Regions from separate parts of the Callithrix jacchus genome. Here region 2 is linked to region 1. A link is a contact called in public Hi-C data. All regions are on one chromosome and are shown on one strand. The core of a region is the stretch at or near the end of the contact, and the rest is flanking DNA. Distances in the headings are between cores, read along the strand shown. Region 1 overlaps LOC128928485 (a long non-coding RNA gene). Region 2 overlaps LOC128928485 (a long non-coding RNA gene).

Region 1 (5,195 bases), core at 1,425-3,924:
AGGGGCTGGGGAAGGCCTTGCAGGAGGGCATGGAAGAGCCGGGTTCAGAGGGATGAATAGGATTTGGCTGTTAACCTGGTTGCAAGATGTTGGTAAGGACTTTATCTAAAGCTGTAGTATTGGGGCTAAAGAAGAGAGGATAGAGTCAAGAGATTCAGTGACTGGGAGTGATACTCCCTTTTGACTGGCAGGATGGGGAGAATATAGGAGAAAAAGGAGTCAAGGATTAGTTCAGCTTCTGCCTTGGCCTTCTCAGCAAGTGATGGGGAGTTCACTGAGATGGGGAATACAAAATACTCAGAGATCATATCTGGTTGTTTTGCTTATTGGTTTGGGAAATGAGAAATTCACTTTGGAGGTCTGACCAGGGGAATGCAGCCTGCATTTGATTGAACTTTAAAGCTGATCCCTTTGTCCCATGGCCTAGTTCTTGCGGGAGGACACACATGGCTTATCAGGCAGAAAGGGGCAGCTAGCAAGGTTCTTGGCCAACTGTGGTTGGGCAGCAGCATGGGTAGTCTATCTCACCTTTTTTTTTTTTGAGATGGAGTCTCACTTTGTCATCAGGCTGGAGTGCAGTGGTGTGATCTCAGCTCACTGCAACCTCCGCCTCCCAGGTTCAAGCGATTCTCCTGCCTCAGCCTCCCAAATAGCTGAAACTATAGTTGCACACCACCACGTCCAGCGAATTTTTGTATTTTTATTAGACATGGGGTTTCACCATGTTGGTCAGGATGGTCTCGATGCCGTGACCTTGTGATCCGTCCACCTTGGGCTCCCAAAGTGCTGGGATTACAGGGGTGAGTCACTGCACCTGGTCATCTGTCTCACTTTTACAGGTGGAATCCCCATGGGACACTTCAGGGCATTTACAGAGTGGAAAAATTCTTGCATGTGAAATCCTGTCACATTGGAGAATTTAGTAGTTCCTTTTGATAATTATTTTTTCTACTTGCTCTCTTCCCTCTGTATTTTTACCACTTACGGGAGTACATCTTTATATTTCTCTGGTACAAGGAAGATAAAGAGGGTGAATTTTATGAATGACTAACCAGTCCTTGACTTGTATTAGCTCACTTAACTTTTAAAACCACCCTGTAAAGGAGGTACTTTTAATCATATAAATTCATGATGAAGATAAATAAAACAGGTGTTTGGGAATCAGCAGATTTTGAAATTTTATGACATGCCATTAACACAAACCATAAAATCTTTTATTCAGATCCATTGACATTAACATATAAATAAGGATGACAATTTGTTATTTTGGAAATTCTAAATATTTGTCTTGTCCTTCAAAGAAGGGCTTTGGTTACAAGTAGATCCATAGCACACAAAATTCTGTTTATGTCTGGGCGCAGTGGCTCATGCTTGTAATCTTAGCACTTTGAGAGGCCAAGGTGGGCAGATGTCCTGAGGTCAGGAGTTCCAGACCAGCCTGGCCAATGTGGTGAAACCCTGTCTCTACTGAAAATACAAAAATTAGCTGGGCATGGTGATGCCCACCTGTAATCCCAGCTACTTGAGAGGCTGAGGCGGGAGAACCTCCTGAACCTGAGAGGCAGAGGTTGTAATGAGCCGAGATTGCACCATTGCACTTCAGCCTGGGCAACAGAGCAAGACTGTCTCAAAAAAAAAAAAAAAAAATTCTATTTACATACTTTTTGATAATATCGAAAAATAAATGTAGAAAATGATTCTCCTTAGGAGAATCATTGCTGTTTCATTAATGATCGAGAATATATTAAACTGAAAATACCACCTAAGCAGCTGCTTTGAAACTACATCAAAACAGTAGAAGTTTAAAATTAGATTCTTCTTATTGCATGAAATGCATCTTTTAGTAATATGTGGTGGTCGCTACCTGCTTTCCATGTATTCTTGGAAATTTGGTAATGAAAAGAACTTGGTGAATAGATGCTGTAGGTCATGAGGTGTGGTGCAAAGCTCATGGCCTTGGAATATCAGACATCTGAGCCGAATCACAGTTCTCTGGTTGTGATGCCTTGAGGAAGTAAGTTGCTTGACTTCAGTTGTGCTGTTTCCTGGTCTATAAAATAGACGATAAAGAACCTGCTCCAGTGCATTAAAACTCAAAGGACTTCCTGGGCTTGAGTGGAGTAAACAGGCAGTTCCCTTTTATACCACAAGAGGGAGTGCCTGTATCGAGGTTAACCTGAACTGCAGTTTGGATTTCTTTCTAAAATGTCGCTGAAAATTTAGGAATAAATGGATTACTGGGAAAATGTTAAAGAAAAAGATTTTTTGCCAGTGTCAGGAGAAAGAGGAGCTCGAAACATATAATGGTTAACAGGAAGGGAATACGTATAAAATTCCTTTAAGGTATGAAAAGCCTTGTTGACAGAGTGTTAACGTATTTCATTCCCAGTCAACAGTCCTTTATTGTCAGTGTCTAACCGTGTTGATTTATTTGTTTTATTTTCCTCCTCCTTTGTATTATAAATATTTTATATCCAACAAATAAAGAACTTAAAATTTAGTTTCTTAGTCATAGTAGTCCTGAATAATTAATATCAGTTGAAATTGGATTGTGCTCAGTGCCTTGGATATGTGCAAAACCTGTTTGCCTCAAATGAGTGAGTTAGAAAATATTTTAATCTTTTCATCCTGCTCCCCTCCCACATACTTTTTTTTCCCTCTGACTTTGAGCTTCTGGATCCTTTCATGCGATGTGTTACTGTCCTACATAGCTCACACGGGGTGGGAACAGAGAAAAACATTGTTTCCCTGGCCCAACCCTAGGGACATGGAACTCATTTTGTTAGACAGTGAAATTTTAAAATTTGAAACCAAAACCAGAGCTCAACCAACAGTGAAATTGGCAATGGTGGGATTTTCTAACAAATTTCAGGAAAAATCCAGTTGTATCTCAGTGATGCGACTATGTCCTTTGATTTACAATTTTCAGGTAGTCTCTTTATTTTGCTGGTATTTGTATTATACATAGAGCACATTGTTTTATGGAACTGTAATTACACCATAATACTTTTTCTATTGGGAAACGTTGTGGATTTAGAAGGAACAATCCTAGGCATTTCCTTTTACTCTCTATCCTACTGTTTAGAAGTTTCCCCTGGGTTTGTTCCTGGAAATTAAATTCAGAGTCAGATTGCCCTGGCTCAGATCATGGCACCAGGATGTGTGAAACTTGACAATGTCGGAGTTATCACTGTAATTTCACGCTCAGTCACTTGAAATTTGATAATTTCTTGAGCAGAAGAAAGGGAAGTGGAATTACTATCGAAATTATGCATAATTTTATCTTATCTGTGCAGCAGCCTGTTTAAAGTGATCATTGCTAGGACACAGTATAGAATTACAGACTTGTAAATACTTCTGAAGATTGCCACATTACAAGAAAGCAAGCAAAAAGATCTCTGTGGCCCTTTATGTATTTTTTTGTTTCCAACAGGAAATTTGTTCATTTCAAAATGTGGGAACACCCATTCTCTGTTGGCCACATGAATGTCATCCATTTGTTCATTGCAGCAGGAGAAAAGCAAAGAATGGTTGATACAGGGGCAAGCTGTTCCTTTTAGGTTACTTTAAAAAATCAGAGAATTATTTCAGATATACAAAGAAAGCATAAGGAATACTCTAACCAGTATATATGTATACAGTATCCAGCATAAGAATGGAAATGCTGTGTAGTTATTAAAACGTTATGTGTGCTTCCACAAGCCTGTCCTCCTTTTTACCTTCCAGAAGTATCTTCTCTGTTGAATTTGGTGTTCCTCATTCTGGTGCAATACACAGGAACGCCAAACATAAATAATACTGTTTCATAACATAAATTATGTTTTTGTGCATGTTTTGAAACAGGATATACATTGTATCTATTGCAAGTCAAGTTCCAAGGGAAGCAGACTCTGAGAAGATTTAGACAGGGTACAACTGGTGGCTCACGCCTGTAATCCCAGCACTTTGAGGAGGCCGAAGCGGGTGAATCACTTGAGGTCAGGAGTCCAGCCTGCCCAACATGGTGAAACCCCATCTCTACTAAAATACAAAAAAGTAGCCAGGTGTGGTTGTGCACACCTGTAATCCCAGCAACTCAGGAGGCTGAGGCAGGAGAATCACTTGAACCTGGGAGGTGGAGGACGCAGTAAGCTGAGATCGAGCCCCACTGCACATTCCAGCCTGGGTGACAAAGCAAGACTCAGTCTCTCAAAAGAAAAAACACGTAGGAAGTTTGTTAAGGAAATTTTAGGATTAACACTTGTGGAATAGGAGGAAGCACAATTGGGCAGAGGGAGAAATTGGGCTGCAGTGCGATCACAAGATGGGCCTCAGCTTATCCCAAAGGAAATGTTGAAGGTAGGGTAGCCCTTGAGGATGGTACCAACTTAGGGTGAGGGGCCAGGCCCTGGTAGCTTCACATTCACCAGTTATAGGAAGAAGGCTTGCCCTGAGGAGGGGATGAGACTTTGGTGAGGTGACTTTTTCATCTGAGGGGTGTTAACTTGCAGTACTCCTAGAAATGGGGTGATAAGCCCATCTCAGTATTCATTACAGTCAATGTTGTATACATTGTGTGAGCCTGAGTCAATATTGTATACGTTGTCTGAGCCTGAGTCAATGTTGTATACATTGTCTGAGTCTGAGTCAATATTGTGTACATTGTCTGAGCCTGAGTCGATGTTGTATACATTGTTTGAGCCTGCCTTTTTTACTGTATATTATGTTTTTGGAATTTGCTCTAGCAGCTCTAATTCATTTATTTTAATTGTTTTATAGTATTCAGTTTTTTAGAGTATGTCACAATTTTAAAATATATTTTCCTATTGAGAGACTTTTAAGTTTTTGCATCTTTTTATTATTGAAAAAAATGTGGCTATATGAATTCATTTATATTTCTCCTTAGTTCATGTATCAGAGTTCATCTGGGATATATAACCAGAAAATTACTGGGTCTTAGGGTATGCACAATTTTAAATTTAATAACTGTAATGAAGTTTCTCTCTGGAGTGGTCGTATCTCACCCCACATCCTCATAAACACCTGTCATTGCCAGATCCTAATTCTACCAATCCAATGGGTGTGAAATAGTATCTCATTGTAGTTTTATTAGAATTTGGCTGATAAGTAGGGAGATTGAGAATTTATGTGTCTATTTAGGTATATTCTGTGAAATACATTTTCTAATCATGTGATTTTTCTATTAGATTTCTTTT
Region 2 (5,195 bases), core at 1,841-4,340, 150 kb after region 1:
CCCTCAGGTACCACCTCCTCCAGGAATCCCTCAATTAGATTAGCTTCCCTCTTCCCCATTCCTAGCTGACTTCCTTCATTATGCCTCAGATCCTTTTTTTTTTTTTTTTTGGAAGAAAAAGAAAGAAATGGAAGACAGACTGGCCAGAAGGGAGAGAGAGGAGGAGGGAGGGCGTATCAGAGAATTAACCACACTGCATTTTAACCGGACGCTTTCCTTCCTCTCCCACAAGGCATCAGAGTAGAGACTGCCTTTCATCTCTCTATCCTGTGTGTAACAGCACGGTGTGTGGCAGATAACTGTTGCTTGCTAATTATTAGAAGGAAGAAAGGGAGGGAAAAGGGCAGTGACAGCTGCCCCCTCTCCCCACCGGGCCCTTGGTCTCTGTCAGGCCACGTGGGTAATCTGAGGGATGCTGGGGCCAGAGATTCCACGTGTAGCTTGTAGCTGGGAGGGGTCACTGCATCTGGCGAGGCAAGGGTTGCTGTGTAAACATCCAGGGGAAGGAAGTGGGCTCCCCAGGAGGAGAGGACGCCCTGACCCCACTCCAGAGAATAAAAGCCAGCCTCACCAAGCAATCTTCCTAAGTGCGACGGATGTCAGAAAAGAACTATGCTCGGCTCAAGGGGCCGTAGAGGAGCAGCGCTGCGTGCCGGGGCCGATGGTGGCAAACGCTCTCACCTGGGTTGGCAACGCTTCGGCACCTCTTCTCTCTACCTCCGCAGCAGCTGTCTCCCTCCAGCCCATCCTACCACCAAGTTAATCTTTCATGAAGCCTAGCTTCAGTCACCTCATTTCCTTATCAAAACTCTGCTCCGAAGCGTTCCAAATGTCCTAGCAGCCGGGCACTCCAGGGCCTCTACTGGATGACCCCATCCCCCTAGTTTTCTGCCACTCTGTTTCCTAAGTGCCGTCATTATTTTAGGACTTAGTATTTGCTGATGAATTTAATTACTTACTTGAGAGTGTGGCAAGAGCACATCCTAAAGTTTCAGTTAAAAGGAGTTTGATTAAACTGCTCTGAGTTGAAGGCATGTGTGCTGGTCACTGTGGGAGCCATGAAAGAAGGAATTGTTCTGTGCCCACAAGGAACTGATAGCCCAGCTGGGGAGAAGACAAAAATGCCCGAGACGCTAAGGAACAAGGCAGCAGAAAGGAACATGTTACCGTGCACCATTAATCGCCAAATACATGGCTCAAGAAGGGTTGGTGATTAAACCAGATAATGTCTGTGAAAGCATCCCTGCCCCGTCGGACTCCCAGATAATGTCTGTGAAAGCATCCCTGCCCCGTCGGACTCCCAGATAACGTCTGTGAAAGCATCCCTGCCCCGTCGGACTCCCAGATAACGTCTGTGAAAGCATCCCTGCCCCGTCGGACTCCCAGATAACGTCTGTGAAAGCATCCCTGCCCCGTCGGACTCCCAGATAACGTCTGTGAAAGCATCCCTGCCCCGTCGGACTCCCAGATAACGTCTGTGAAAGCATCCCTGCCCCGTCGGACTCCCAGATAACGTCTGTGAAAGCATCCCTGCCCCGTCGGACTCCCAGATAACGTCTGTGAAAGCATCCCTGCCCCGTCGGACTCCCAGTTCCAGAGCAGTCCCACCAACAGCCCCTTCCACGGGGCCTGACTCCCACCTCCTGCATCAAAAGTACTCGGCCTGTCCTGCAAAACCCTTCGTGATGAGGCCTGCTTCTCCTCCCCACCTGGTGGGACCACCCCCCCAACCCTGGAACCCCAAGCTGCAGAGCTACTGGAGGGAATGCAGTGTGTTGTTCAGTATATATGTTCCTCGAAGCATTCACTCCTCCCCATTTCCCTTTGGTGTTTAACCTGTTCTTCCTTGAAAATTCAGCTTTTCCTTTAAAATTCAGCCTGGAGCTCCCCAGTGAAGACTCCTCTGGCGCTGCAGGTGGAACTCGCCGCTTGCTGAGTCTCCACTATCCCTTGTCGGATACGCGCTTGTGACATATACTGGAAGGCACTGGGCACATGTTTCTCTGCTCTGTGAGACTGTGGACCTCTGCCACAGTGGCCGTGTCCTTTTCCTTCCCACGCCTGATGAGGTACACATCTTGTCAGTGTCGGTCACGGACTGAAACTTAACCCATTAGAAGGACAGCGAAGTCAGTTGACTAAGTTGTTAAGGCACGGGCTCTGTGAGTTCAGAAGAGACGTGTCAGAATCGGTCCAGGGAGGTTTCACAGAACAAGTAGGAATTCTTAGAACTGGAAGGTCAGAGCTTTGTACATATGAAATAGATCAAACAATAAAAAGAATTCCAAGTGGAATAGCTCAGTGCCTGTGGCTCCTAATGGCCCCACCATTCTCTGCACCAGCCAGTGGGAGGAGAAAGCCTGCAGAGTCGGCAGCAGAGGCAGATCATCTTAGCCTGAGCATAGGCTTTATCTAAGGAAGCGGAGCAAACGCTCTGAAGGTGGGTTGGACTTAGGTGGTGGAAAGGTTTCAAATGCACTCCGTTATCTTGTAGGTAGCGGCTGCCTTTATTACTTTAGAAAACCATGGCGACTTCATCAAAGTGGTGTTTTAGAAAGACAATCCAGGGCTGTCTTTTCCCTTTGAGTGTGGGAGGCGCCCTGTGGCCGTGCCTTCATTTGCTGTGATGGTATTCCCAGTGATTTTCTTCCTGTGGCTTTGCGGCTTAATGGTGAACCGAGAGGCTTAGGACACAGGTACAAAGCCCCTCCACTCTTGAATGCCTCACCTCAAGGCGCTGGATCTTTCCTTCTGTAAACAAAGGCTTTCCTTCTGGCACTGCCCTTGACCTGCTGGGAGCTGTTCTCTGATCCTTTGGGTCTCTCTGCCCTCGTGACTAGCATGACCTGCTAGGCAGCAACCCCCACGCAGCAGGTGATCCTCCAGAGCTGAGTCACCGCCCTGGGAACCGTGCCCAGGTGAGGCCATCCCAGGCAGACCAGCACGGGGCGGGTGTGAGTAGCCTCTCCACCTGGTCCCTGGGTCTGGGAGGGCTCTTTCAGTGTGACAGAGAGAGAGCAAAGGAAACTCGGATTTTTGGCAAAACAGAAAAATGTTTTACCTATGATTATAGCCATGGGCCCTGGTCAGTCATTTGATTTCAGCATACCAAAATGATCCGTTTACAGATACCTTGAGACATGGAAAGGAAGGAGACTTTTCAATGATGTTTTAAGATGCTGCTTGACCTTATGAATTAAGAGCAATGAGAAATAATATGACACAGAGAGAGCTAAGCCATTGATCGATATTATAGGCAATGAACAAGTGAAGTTCAGATTTTTAAAAAATTTTTTTATGCGCACTGATGGATGTCTAAAAAATTAGGACACATTCTGTTCATTTCCAGAGAAGAGAAAAATGTGTTGCTTTTGAAAGGACTTTTTTTTTTTTAAAGTCTGGCTTCTTCATTACACTAGTGAATAGCGATGATCTCAGTCTAGAAAGCAAGTTAACCATCATCTCTCTCCTTGCCTAGGAAAAGAAGCCTTTATCTAAGTAGCAAAAGATGGCTAAGGCTGACCACCCAGTCATTTTGGCTGATGAGGATTTTCCAAAAACACAAAAAGCTCTCTACATTTTCACAGCTGAATAATAACTCTTGGGAAATACTACCAGCTTACTCAGTTCTAATAAGGCCGTGGAGAAGTCTGGTGACAGTTGATCAGTCCGTTGCCTGGATGCAAATGTTACACGTGGCTAACGATGCTGTCACCACTGGGAGCTTTCATAACCGGAGAAAACAGCATCATGTCTCTTGCTTTCTGAATATGGAATTTTTAACTTTTTTTTTTCCCCTGGAGACAGTCTCACACTGTCACCCAGGCTAGAGTGCAGTGGCGTAATCTCAGCCTCCTAGGTTCAAACGATTCTCTCACCGGAGTCTCTCTCCCAGGTTCAAACGATTCTCCCACCACCACGCCCAGCTACTTTTTGTATTTTTAGTAGAGATAGGGTTCTGCCATGTTGGCCAGGCTGGTCTCGAACTCCTGACCTCAGACAATCCATCTACCTTGGCTTCTCAAAGTGTTGGTATTACAGGCGTTAGCCACCACACCAGCTGGAATTTTTTAACTTTAAAAAAAAAGTTGCAGTGTTTGACTTTACCCATTATGTGCCCAGCTAACTATACCAATGAAAGGGCCCTTAGGGGAAGAAAAGGGCTCTGCCATTTTCTTGGGCAGCTTTTCTTGAGCTCTGTGTGTGCCTCTGTCTGGGGCGGACACAGGACTCCGGCAGGTCCACTGAACTCGACCACGTAGTTGCCAGATGTGCTGTAAACTGTGACCTGAAGTTGGGGTTTACTGTTTTATTTTTCTGTTTATTTTGCATGAGTACTATATGTATAAAAAAGTAGCCACATTAAAATATGGATGGTCAAAGGGCATCCTAGTTTTTCAGGTAAATTCTAGAAACCAGAGCCATATCCTAATTCCTGTATCCTTTATGATTTCAGATCAATAGAAAGCAGAATCAAAATGCGTTTGGAGCTTAGAGGTCAATTGATTTGGAACCCATTCCAGTCCAAAGACTCTCTAGATTCATTGAATTCTGGAGTATTGTTTAGGGGAAAAGGACATTAAAGGTTGGTCGAGGGAGTTTTATTCTTTATAACCTGTGTGGGGCAGGAGAATTAACCTGCTTTTGGATAGAGGCTGAAAAAAGCCAGTTCTGGTGACCACACTAAAAAGATTAATGAGCACTTAGCACCAAATTAAATACCCCCCACCTTTATGAAAGTGGCATTCATAGTATAAAAGTGACAGTGTTAAACACTGGAGCCGTGAGAAGGAACTTGGGAAGCACTCAGGCACCGATGAGTTAAAAAGACAGAGAGAGACATCCAGTAAGTGAGTTCCCGCTGGGCACGGGTCTGTTTATCCTGCCTTTCTGAAGTCAGAGCCAACATTCTTAATGGTTTTGAATGATTCAGAATGTTTCTTTTCTAGCAGGGCCAATTTCCACACATGGGCTTATGACTAAAACCCCTTAGGTGAGGTCCAAAGCAGAAACCAGCCTCACACTTAATGTCATATTTTAGAATCGTCTTATTTTAGAGCAAAAGGAAAACTATTAAATATAGCTTGCTTATTTCAGACATGAAGGGACGGAACCAGGGAGGCTTTGGTCGGCCAGAGGTCACAGGACTGGAGAGAGAGGACAGCCTGAGCCTCTCTCTCTGGGTTCTGGGCCTA

The links. Hi-C and Micro-C count contacts between places; a contact is called where the count stands out from the background.
Region 2: a Hi-C map of skeletal muscle shows a contact between it and region 1, with 4 times the contacts expected there. The contact joins two enhancer-like sites. A contact is called at or near these places in 2 of 3 Hi-C or Micro-C datasets (induced pluripotent stem cells and skeletal muscle).

What each region holds. Positions count from the first base shown.
Region 1 is chr11:116,206,372-116,211,566 of calJac240_pri, forward strand. The region is part of intron 3 of LOC128928485 (a long non-coding RNA gene); the gene reads left to right. Among named protein-coding and RNA genes, the nearest start is that of MKLN1, 69 kb to the left of the region's middle. Within about 2 kb of position 2,675, at least 2 of the 16 cell types and tissues checked have an H3K27ac peak or open chromatin away from gene starts, as enhancers often do.
Region 2 is chr11:116,351,866-116,357,060 of calJac240_pri, forward strand. The region is part of intron 6 of LOC128928485 (a long non-coding RNA gene); the gene reads left to right. The region is part of intron 7 of LOC144578448 (a long non-coding RNA gene); the gene reads right to left. Among named protein-coding and RNA genes, the nearest start is that of KLF14, 160 kb to the right of the region's middle. Within about 2 kb of position 3,091, at least 8 of the 16 cell types and tissues checked have an H3K27ac peak or open chromatin away from gene starts, as enhancers often do.